4 separate regions of the Mus musculus genome follow, and all the other regions are linked to region 1. A link is a contact called in public HiCAR-type and promoter capture Hi-C data. All regions are on one chromosome and are shown on one strand. The core of a region is the stretch at or near the end of the contact, and the rest is flanking DNA. Distances in the headings are between cores, read along the strand shown.

The links. Promoter capture Hi-C pulls out the DNA fragments that hold promoters and counts their contacts. HiCAR-type assays count read pairs that join an accessible place to other places.
Region 2: a HiCAR-type map of astrocytes shows a contact between it and region 1, with 3 times the contacts expected there. The contact joins the promoter of Scfd1 here to the promoter of 1810007C17Rik in region 1. A contact is called at or near these places in 1 of 39 promoter capture datasets (hippocampal neurons) and 1 of 115 datasets of contacts at active chromatin or transcription factors (astrocytes).
Region 3: a contact with region 1 is called in a HiCAR-type map of astrocytes, with 4 times the contacts expected there. The contact joins the promoter of G2e3 here to the promoter of 1810007C17Rik in region 1. A contact is called at or near these places in 1 of 39 promoter capture datasets (hippocampal neurons) and 1 of 115 datasets of contacts at active chromatin or transcription factors (astrocytes).
Region 4: a promoter capture Hi-C map of hippocampal neurons shows a contact between it and region 1, with 4 times the contacts expected there. The contact joins the promoter of Prkd1 here to the promoter of 1810007C17Rik in region 1.

The regions. Positions count from the first base shown.
Region 1 is chr12:49,479,579-49,482,208 of GRCm38.p6, forward strand. It overlaps 1810007C17Rik (RIKEN cDNA 1810007C17 gene), which reads right to left and starts at 1,284. Exons shown (of 3, transcript NR_045472.1): 1 at 952-1,284.
Region 2 is chr12:51,376,191-51,378,820 of GRCm38.p6, forward strand. Scfd1 (Sec1 family domain containing 1) reads left to right here and starts at 1,323. Exons shown (of 25, transcript NM_029825.3): 1 at 1,323-1,446. The coding sequence starts at 1,395. G2e3 (G2/M-phase specific E3 ubiquitin ligase) reads left to right here. Exons shown (of 15, transcript NM_001015099.2): 15 at 1-796.
Region 3 is chr12:51,346,887-51,349,516 of GRCm38.p6, forward strand. It overlaps G2e3 (G2/M-phase specific E3 ubiquitin ligase), which reads left to right and starts at 1,344. Exons shown (of 15, transcript NM_001015099.2): 1 at 1,344-1,558.
Region 4 is chr12:50,647,926-50,650,555 of GRCm38.p6, forward strand. It overlaps Prkd1 (protein kinase D1), which reads right to left and starts at 1,324. Exons shown (of 19, transcript NM_008858.4): 1 at 791-1,324. The coding sequence starts at 1,048.

The sequences.
Region 1 (2,630 bases), core at 34-2,533:
TTGGCTGGTCTTTCACTGCTGTTTTGATTTCATTTTTAGTTTTTGAGGACAACAAGGTAGCTCTATTCTCTATTTAGAATCAAATATGGGATAAATGTCTGTGGATATAGGAAACTAGAAACACAACTTCTGTAAGCTTCTTCATTCCACTCAATTTGACATCAGTGACACTACTAATAAAGTGTGGGTGAAAGTGTGAGGAGGGATTTTGACACAGGGGGCTGTACATTTAAACCTTTACATTTGCATGTTCTGAATTTATAGCATTTGAAACTATGTTAAATATGCGTTTTTGTGTTGAATATTAGAATTCTGCATTTGTCTTCAAAATAGAAGAAAAGGGGAAGGAATAGACATTCCTCAATGAGCATAAGAGATGGAGGAGGAGGCTAAAAAGTTCTCAGTTCCTAAGCATATTTGTTTTATTATAGATAATTGCACATTACTAAAACTTTTAGTTTTAAAAAATATCAAATAGATTTAATTTGTTGTAAAACAAACATTTTGTGGTATATTTTACACTTTTCTAAAGTTTGCATATGTCACATGGCAAGTCTTGTTAGACATATAGCATCCACCAATTAAATTAATATGTCCAGTGTTACACAACTCGTCAGAACAGAAAGTATATATTCATGTCATTAATATTTTTAATAAGAAAATTACATTTTGATGTCCGTAAAATGTTACCTTTTCTTAAATAAAATATGTAAACTGGATATTTCTCCAACACACTGGTCCATAGAACTTTTACTGAAACTCACTGAAATTTAAACCACTGTGTCTCTATTTGCTCTGTGCAACCAAGGAACTAAGACACTCTTGACTTTGAGGAAGAGTAGTAAATGACTATAAGGGTGAGATATGAAATAAATAATAAGTAAATTAGCAAATGTTTAATAAAACAATTAGCTCTGCCCCAGGGTTCTGCAGTAGCTTATGAATCCTTACCAGTAGTAGTTTACAGCTGTAACTTTCAGATATAATAGGAAGCTGAATCTTCTACAGGCAATGAAACAGATGATCAAATTCACAAGGGATTGCGTCAGGCTTTTTCCAGTACTAAAGAAACATATTAATCCTTGTCACTGTTTTCAGAAACGCTGTGACAGAAATAAACCTGTACTGTAACTTGGCCCTTTTAATGAGCTTCTGCAGTGTGGGCTTTTCACTCAGCACCTGAAAAACACAACAAAACACCTTTTATATTAAAGATGTGAGGTTTGCTGCTGGCTAAATTTGTACACACAAGTCTATAAACCAGTGCTCAGCCAGCTGGGAAGCAAGAAAGCAAATTCAGATTCTGCCATGAACTTCACAGACCAATTATCTACTTGGAATCATGGGAGTTTAACAAACAAATACCAGCCCCCGCTGAGCCTTTTCAGGCCAGCAGCTTATGGGTGATTCAGTAGCATCTGAGGCTTTTAGACTGATCAATTCTTAATCACAAAGCGCAAAAATTATTCTCAGACTCATGTCAGTTTCTTTGGACACCTTTGTTAACAATCTGCTTCAAATCATTTTTTTTTTAAGAAACTGCAGACACTGTTTTTATTGACTCCCCACTTGTAAAATGTTTATAGCTTGTTAATTTATATTTACCCCTTTACTTTTGCCTGCAAATCAACATCACTTAGCACAGTTTGGTTACACTTTGTCCAAAGGAAATTACAGAAGCCTGCTATGGGGCTAAAATGAAGGAAAGCTGCGGGAAAATCAATGCACTGCTGATTAAACAGATCGTAGCAAATTCACGGCTGTATGCTACAGCATGGAGACAGACAGTGTGATGCCTATCTAGCAGTTAATGCGCTCTGCGTCAGGTGAAGACAATTTCAGAACAAGGCAAAATCACCCAGAGAAGCAAGAACTGCCTCACCCAAGAACGCGAGTGTTTGGACGAAACTTACATTCCTTTTAAGCCAGTGCTTCACTGGGGAAATTAAAGTCACTTGGATGTTTGAAGAAATAAAACATTGTGGTGTGGTGTATCTTTAACTGTGATATTTTTACCATGAAAAGAATCATGTCATGGCAAAATACTCCCTCTGATCACAAGTCAGACTGTTTTTCCCTTTTCTCTTTTTATGGAATTTTAAGATTATTGACATTTTCTTTGTAGAATATCAATTAAAAATTTGTCTCTGGCCAAAATGAGATTGTTTATAGAGCATATCTGTATTAGTCATTGTATCTAATGAACATGTTCTAAAGAACTGAAATGCATGACTATTTTCTTATATTAAAATACAAGAATAAACAGAGAATCAGCCAGGTGTAAAAAGAAAATGCAGTTCATACATAATTAATTAAAATATATTGGGAATGCACAATATGAACGCAGGCTGGATACAAAGATAGCATATGTTTTCAAATCATTGTCAAGAGATAACCTTGGGATTACAAAGAGCTGTGTGCTGTTGTGGTTGTAGGTAAGGAACTCTGAGTTGTGGAAATCTGTTTAGGTTTCTGTGAGGCCAGGCTTTAGGTTATGTAGAAAAGTATGTGTGTCCTAAGTCAAGATCAGAGGTAGTGCCCTGTTTTAAACCAGTGTGAACTGCTCTGTGGCAAACTGAGTGTAAATGAAAGAAATTGGAAAAAATAACAAAAAAACCCAATGTTAAATA
Region 2 (2,630 bases), core at 73-2,572, 1.9 Mb after region 1:
TAAAGTGGGTAAGATCCAAAATCTTTACTCTTCTTGTCTGAGAGCTCCTTGAACTCAAGAAACAAACTGTTTTTAGCAAATTTTCTAAGATAAAACTATCCCTTGATGTTCAATTATTTAAACCAAAAAATCTGGAGTTAAACAGCTACAATAAATCTAACTCTGAAGTCATGATTTTTATTCTTATAATCAACATTAATATCATTCTTGGTCGTAGCTTTGCAGGACTGTTCTATATAGTTACTCTTCTAATGAATATATATATCTTTATGTTTACTCCCCACATTACACCATTGGACAGAAACATGCACACTGTATAAATGTCTTAGTATTTTATGATAATGTGCCTTATAGTCTTGGAAGGAGTTAGTATGGAACTTAAATGGTCAAATGACAAATTTGTACTTAAAAGTGGGGATTCTCAGGTGAGTAAGATTAAACTCACTGGAAGGTGGGAAAGCCATTCTGCTCAAGAGTCCATGGACACCAGAATTGAGATACTTCCCCTAGGGCACAAACTGGTAGTTATAGATAACCTGTTGTAACTTTATAAAAATAGGTATCTACATCTGTCAAATGTGTTTTTATTGTAAAAAAAATGCAATCTTGATTTTAAAAAATAAGATAAATTATTTGTATAATTTTGAAAGCCAAATTTTTGAAAGTATGATTTCATTTCAGAATCTGACTGCCTGAGAATTAATCCATAATGCAGTGTCATCGGTGGGTTCATTGATTGGTAATAAGTTGTCATTGTATATATTTTTGACATTAATAAAATCTATTATGAAAATGGTCGATGTGAGATTTATTTCATAATCACAGGGCTCTAAATGTACCAAACCTGGCTGTGATCATCCGGATTCTGCTCACAATCATTTGTTTTTTTAATTTGCACTACTGAGAGGAAATTCTGCCATTTGGCTTTTCTGTGATTTTATACCCTAGCAGGCCAAAGCCCTTTCCTGAAGAAATCAAACGGAATAAATTACCACGCTTGTAGTTTCCCCCCCCCCTCCCCCCCCAGAGGAAAGAGGGAAGGGACACTACTGTTATGGAAATCAAGAAAACGCAATTTCTGGCGTCTCATTTGGCCTTGTAAATTTTTATGAGGATTTAAACTTGATGAGAAGTGCACTATCAATTAGATTGTAAGCGCTCCACCACGCCCATGCCCTGAGAAGCGGTTTAAGAGTAGCGACCTCGGGAGGTTCGCCCCGATTAGTTAGAAACGCTGCTGGGAAATCTGCAAACACCAATGTCTGTGAGGAAAGGCGAGGGCTGGGACCGGGGAGGCGGGCCGGCTGCCGCCATAGCCCGCCTCCTGGTTCTGCTTCCGGCGCGGGAGGTAGGGCCACGTCATCTTCGGGCTCCCAGTGCCAGCCGGGCAGTGGATGGTGGGAAGCAAGATGGCGGCCACGGCCAGCATTCGGGAGAGGCAAACAGGTACTCGGTATTTCCTTCTCTGCAGTGTGTGCCTCAGCAGCGGCCTGTCATCATCTCTGGGTTGTTCGTACAGCTCGGAGTTGAGCTTTGAGAGCTGCTCCGTTTTGAGGTTGTGGGGAAGAGATGCCTGTAAGCTTCACAGCCTTTACCACAGGCTGCTTGCTACAGTGCTAGCTACTTATTTTTTAATTGCCGAGTTTTAGAAGGCCATCAGGGCAAGGACCAGCAGCTGGTGTTTTCTTTCCTGTCTTGTCACTTAACGAGGTCTATAGGTTTGTGTTCGTATTTCAAGTCTCCCAGGTCGGTTTGGTTTTCACTTTCAGTTTTAGGGTTTTTTTTAAAAAAACCTGTTTTTGACACTTGAGCCATGATTACAAAATCTAAGTATTCTTTTCCGAGCACCTTACTTTATGCCATCATCTTTGGACCCTTTGGGAGAAGCTGATGGAAAATGCCAGGTGATAAAGCTGGAAGAGACTTCGGAATGTCAAATCAAATTAACAGCGTCCTCTTTCAGTTGTTCCACAGATAATAATCTTAAAATATAGAACAGTTGTATCTTAAGTAGAGCATATTTGTACACCCATTTATAAAGTAAAAATTTAAAGATACATATTTCTTCCCTTGGTTTTAGTTTAGTTTTTTTTTTTTTTTTACATGTGAGATACACCTGATTTTCCTTATTTTCAGTAAACTCTAGAAACTTAATGTATGTATATTGGCCCCAGAATAATTACCTATACGTATATCATATATAATGTGATATGTATAAATCAGAACTGACTTACATATACTACTTATCTAGTAACTCCCAAAGAGAATAGAAATCGTCCATAAGCGATAAAGAACTTTAATTCTCTTGAACCTATGCTTATTTGTATGAAAAACAATTGGTTACAAGCAATACAACATAGCAATAGAATTTGAACTGTGCCTGATTCCTTCCCTTGTGTTAAAAAAAAAAAAAGATAGATTTGAATGTAGCATACTTAACAGAAAACATACTGAGTTCTACATTTCTCAGTAGGTAATTTAGTAAAACGGTAAAGCATAACTTAAAATATGGTAAGCAAATATTATTTGAGAATGCTTGATAATTAATTTTATTTGCAAGCAAACAGAAGCCCAAGTTCTCTTAGAAGTTTGGGTATAATATCTTTTTCTTTGTTTGTTTGTTTGTTTGT
Region 3 (2,630 bases), core at 94-2,593, 1.9 Mb after region 1:
CTCAGAAATCCGCCTGCCTCTGCCTCCCAAGCGCTGGGATTAAAGGCATGTGCCACCACTGCCCTGCGACTACATCATTCTTAATTTTTGTTTTTATTTTATTTTATGTGTTCGGGTATTTTGCCTGCGTGTATGCACATCTTGTGTGCTCAGTACCTGAGGAGACCGGATTCCCTGAAACTCAAGTTCCAGGTTGTGAACCATCATGTGGGTGCTGTAATTGAATCCAGGACCAATGGAAACGCAGCCACTGCTCTTTGCTGCTGGTCCTTGTCTCCAGACCTTCAATTACTGTTGAACGAATGTAAACAACCTAGCCAACTAAGATACATTCACACATTCATTTACCCTGCCTGTTTCTGTATTTAGAATATATTCCATTCCTAACACAAATTTGGCAGTATCAAATAGTCTTAATCTGAATATTCAGCTGTTTATAACGTTAAAAAAAATTCCTCCCCCTTTTGCCCTCCCTATTTACCAATCACACTGCCAGATTTGATTAATTAGTACAGTTTGCTCTCCCATCCTGAAACTTTGTATTGCCACAGGCACACACATACATACTTCAAGAGAAGGGCATTACATAGTCCTTCTAAAGTTGGCTTCTTAGTATTTCAAAATCTTATCTTTGAACGCTTTCAGTATCAGCATACAAAATCCAATAGCTGAGGAGTCATACTTTATTGTTAAACATCATTTCCCACTGTTAAAAAACGTTACATCGGTTAAAAATTACAATCTACCTTCGTGTTAGGTATCTAGATTCTAGAAATCCAGCAAATCTTTCAAGTTGTGTTTTGAAAGGCGCTGAGGAAGCGCCGCTAGGATAAATCAAGTGCGAATCCGTTCTATCAGGTGTTAGTTGACCCGCTATTAATCCTAGCTCTAATGCTTACAGTTCTGATCTTTCAGATATCTGCCTAAAAGATCTAAATGCTTGTGGAAGTCTCTTAAACCCCCTCAAATGTAATCCTTTCAGAAACTCCAGACATCTCTGGGATTAAAATTTTCATTCTGGCCCTCGCTGAAGAAAACCGACCTCCCAGAGCCAAGCGAGGAACTTTTAGGACAATAGGGAAGTGTGATGCAAAAGAATTCCTTGCGGGAGAGGGCCGGGAGAATTCGCCTTCGCGCGCCTTCTCATTAGCATGGGCAAGCCTCCTCCCAGCGTGTGGCCTGTTGGGGGGTGACTGGTGCGCTCCGCACGCCTCCGCGGACGTGCAGGACCGGGAGTTGTTTTCCTGGCCGGGTCCGCGCAGCCACCCCTGCGCGCACGCCCGAACTTCATTCCCACCCCCACCCCGAAAGCCAAGGCGCAGACGCAGCCTCCCTGCGTCCACTTCCCCGGGGAGGGGCCGAGCAGCCGTGGGTTCCGGGTCGCAAACGGAAGTGGACGACGAATTTGAATTGTGCGAGCCGTTGGATGGGGCTGAGCGGGTTGGGCGTACGGCAGCGCTGCGGTCGACGTGAGCGGTAACGCGGCGAGCCTGGGACTTGTGCCCCGCGCCTGGTGAAGACGTGCCCGGGGACAGACGGAGGTGTCACGGGCGGCCGGGTAGGTGTGAGCGGTAGGGGGCTTCTCCACGCGCTGGACGTCCGCGCCCTGCCGCTGTCGAGCCCCGAGCTGCTCTTTATTAATTAAAGAGGGAAGGGGGGAGGGCTTCACGGAGGGGTGCCCGTTGTGGCTCCCAGTTGCTCTTGAGACCGGTCCCTCACCGCAGAGAAATGACAGCCTTGAAATGCCTCGAGGGGATTTAAGCTGAAATCCGAGTATCCTTTGTGTTTAAAACCGGGGTATTTTTCTTTCACACCTTGACACTTCTTGTGTACCGCAAAAATCCGAGCCCTATTGCTCATTTAAACTGGCTACAGTAGCAGCGGTGGCTCACAGATGTTAAGTTTGCTAACAATGGGGATAGGGTCTAGTGTCACCCCCAACCCCCACCCGTTCCGTCCCGTCCCCGCTTTTCACCCTCTTCATTCATTTGGTGATTGTTATTATCGAGTTATTTTAGAGGGACTCAGTGCCTCAGGAATTGAGTTTTCTTCGGGCGTTTTTGCTTGTTTGTTTTTTTGTTGTTTTTGTTGTTCATCTTTTATGATGAACTGGACTCTCACAAACCCCGACAAAAAGCCACACTTTTTTGAATAGCTGAGATGTACACGGTAAACATAAACTTTCTTTTGAAACAAGTTATATACTTTGCCTTATTAAAAACTGACAGGTTGCTTGTGTGTTTTGTAGAAAAAAGGTAACATCCTTTTAAGGTTTTACCAACTGGGTGACGGTGTCGTTAAAAATGCTTAAACATTTTAAAGTGGTACTTAGTAACATCCGAAGTAAGACCATTTCTTCATCCTCTTTCATGCCTGCTAATGAATGCTGTTTTCGATATTCAAGTAGGAAAAAAATTAAAAAGGAAGATCATTGAAAGTGTTTTCAATGAGTCTGCCACAAAGCTATTGGCTGGCCTTTCTCAAACAGTGCAGTCAGATCTGCTAGCTTCCTAAATGGTACCAGCAAGTAACCTGTTGTAGATTTTCTGTATCCTAATGTGCCTTTTGTTTGTTTGTTTGGTTGGTTGTGTTTTGTTGTTGTTTACCCACATCAGTAAATGTCACACTTC
Region 4 (2,630 bases), core at 74-2,573, 1.2 Mb after region 1:
ACTTCAAAAGTGCACTGGAAACAATGATGGGTGGCCTAGCCCAGCTTTATGGGCCTCTCCCCAGCCAGTCTTTGATGACCACTATCCAAAGTCCCATAGCCTCAAACTTAAGAGCAAAGCCAGCACTGGATGTTCTTGGAACCACAGACCTTCTCACTACTCCAGTCTCCCAAGATCAGTGCATGGAAATTTAAGCCAAAAAACGCTGTAAATTTCAGGTTTTATTGTTGGAAAATGTTTCTAAGCTCGCACAGTGGTAGTACTAAATCCAGGGCGGACTTGGGTAGTGGTACCAACTCCTCGGTTGTTTTCACAGCTGGCTTAATCAATCACCCTTTCTTAAAAGCACTATTGGCAGGTGAGAAATTCCTGGCGTCCAGGTCACACCCGGAACTCCTCAGCATCAATTAGAGCTGAAAGAGGATGTAGTGGAAGGGAGTGGGGCTGAAAAAGCTCTGGGCTGTCCCAAGGGATCTCTGGCGCTGGAAAGCGGATCTGGTACCAGGTAGGCTCTGGTCCAGGGAAAAAGAGTCAGGACAGCCAGGAAACCTCAAGAATACGCCGGAGCGCGAGGAGAAAAGTGCAAGATTCCTTGAACTGTCATCGCAAGAAGGGAGGTAAAGGAGGTGAGAAGGCAGGCGTGCCAGAGAAGGAGCAGGAGGTCAGCCCCCAGGAAGACTGCGCGGCAGGCAGAGCAGTGCCTGGGGCTAGGGCATGCAGTCCGGCCACAGCCAGGCTGTACGGCGCAGGCGAGGTCGGCTGCAAAGTTGGTGGACCCGGGGCACCTTACCTTCTGGTCCACGATGGAACAAGCCATCTCCCGGACATGCGCCAGGCTGTAGTCGCCAGAGGAGTCCTGCAGGAGCAGCACCGGCTCGCGGCTCAGGCCGATCTGCAGATGGAACGAGATGCCCCCCGCCGGGGCGGCCCCAGGCGCCGGGAAGGGCGCGGGCCCGGAGCCTGGGACCAGCGCAGCGGCGGCAGCAGCCACGGCGGCCGCGGCGGGCAGGAGCGGGCTAGGCGGTCGCAGCAGCGGAGGGACGCTCATCGCGCCAGTGAGCCCCAAAGTTTGGCGGACGTGGGGCGCGGCGCCGCTGCCTGCGGCGGCGGAGAAGAACCACCAAACTTTCCGGGAAAGTCCGCGCGCGGGGACAGGGCGCGCGACCGGAGCTGGTGAGGGCGGGAGCCGCGAAGATGGCCGAGCGGAGCCGGGGCCGGCGGGCGGGCAGGCGAGCAGGCGGGCGCGCGGCAGCGCGGGGGAGGCGCCCAGCTACTGCGGCCGCGGCGCGCTCCGCTCCGGGGACCACGGCGGGTCCGCGCGACCGGCGCCGGCGGGGCGGGGCGGGGCGAGGGCGGCGCCGCGGAGCCGACGAGGGGAACCGGAGCCCGACGGGGAGCCGCCCCCTGCGCGCAGCAGCCGCCCCAGCCCACTCGGCGGACTCTAAAGCCGCGGACCCGCCCATTCAGGGCAGTCCTGACCACCCCCTTCCAAGCGCCCGCACAGGAGTGGACCGGGAAACGCCAGCCTGGTAGAGCCCACCTAACGGGGGACTCCCTCTGGGAGCCCTCGAGTTTGTTAAAGGGCCAGTCAGCTGACCTCTTTAAAACCGTGTCTCTCTTGTAATAGCGGAGTCTGTATCCTTTCCATCAACCCCACCTGCTCCACCCACCGCCTTCTTAAGGGTCTAAATAGGGTTCTTGCTTTCTACTTTGTTTTGTGTTTGGAACTTCTGTGTTTCAGCCTCTTCAAAACTGTCAACCTTAACCTGGCTTTCTAGGAGCAATTCCAGCCCCACACCCACAGCACTAATTTTGATCTGATTATACTGGTGGCTGGGCAAAAAGAGGTGCTTCAGAGACAGTAGAGCCTGACTATATTTCTGTCCTTTCTATCGGGATGGGTTCTTTGCATCTGTAGATGTACAGGGACCCTATTTGGTTTAACAGGCTGCAATGATTGTTATCAGAGGCCTTCTGATAATTCTTAGTAAATTCTGAACAGGCTCCATCTTGGCAGCGCTTCTTCTCACTTTAGTTTCCCCAATGTGTCCTCTTACATGCACAAGCACACAAACCATTTTTGCATATTTTCGTTTGCAGTGTGTTAATTTTGTTTTGTTTTGGTTGGTTTGCTTGTTTGTCTGTTTTTGATTAATGGTTCTCTTCTGGACCAGAACATTGAGATGTGGTTTTCTACAGAGTTGTGTTGTATGTCAGTAATGGAATCTTGAAATTCCCACCTACATATAGTCAATTCACTATTCTAGAAAACTCTCTAAATTAATGGTACAAACGACTATTTGAGTAGACTGGATAGGGGTGTCGTTCCTAAGTTTACAGACTGCTTTAAAGGAACTAGTTTTACCTAAGCCATCTGTGCTTTCTAGCTATCATAGCTCTGAACACAGGACTTCTGTCCCAGAGTCTGCGGGCACTAGCTATCCACTTATGAAGTCAGACTATGTTCTTGCCATAACTGATTACATTGAAAATATAAAAGTAAGACAGTAAATGAAGTTAGTTCTGACAGCAACAATTGCCATAAATAACAGTAACACAGTGGTTAACAGCAGTAACCATGATCAAGAACATGAGGCTCAACACTTTGACCAGTGAAGAAAACAAATCTT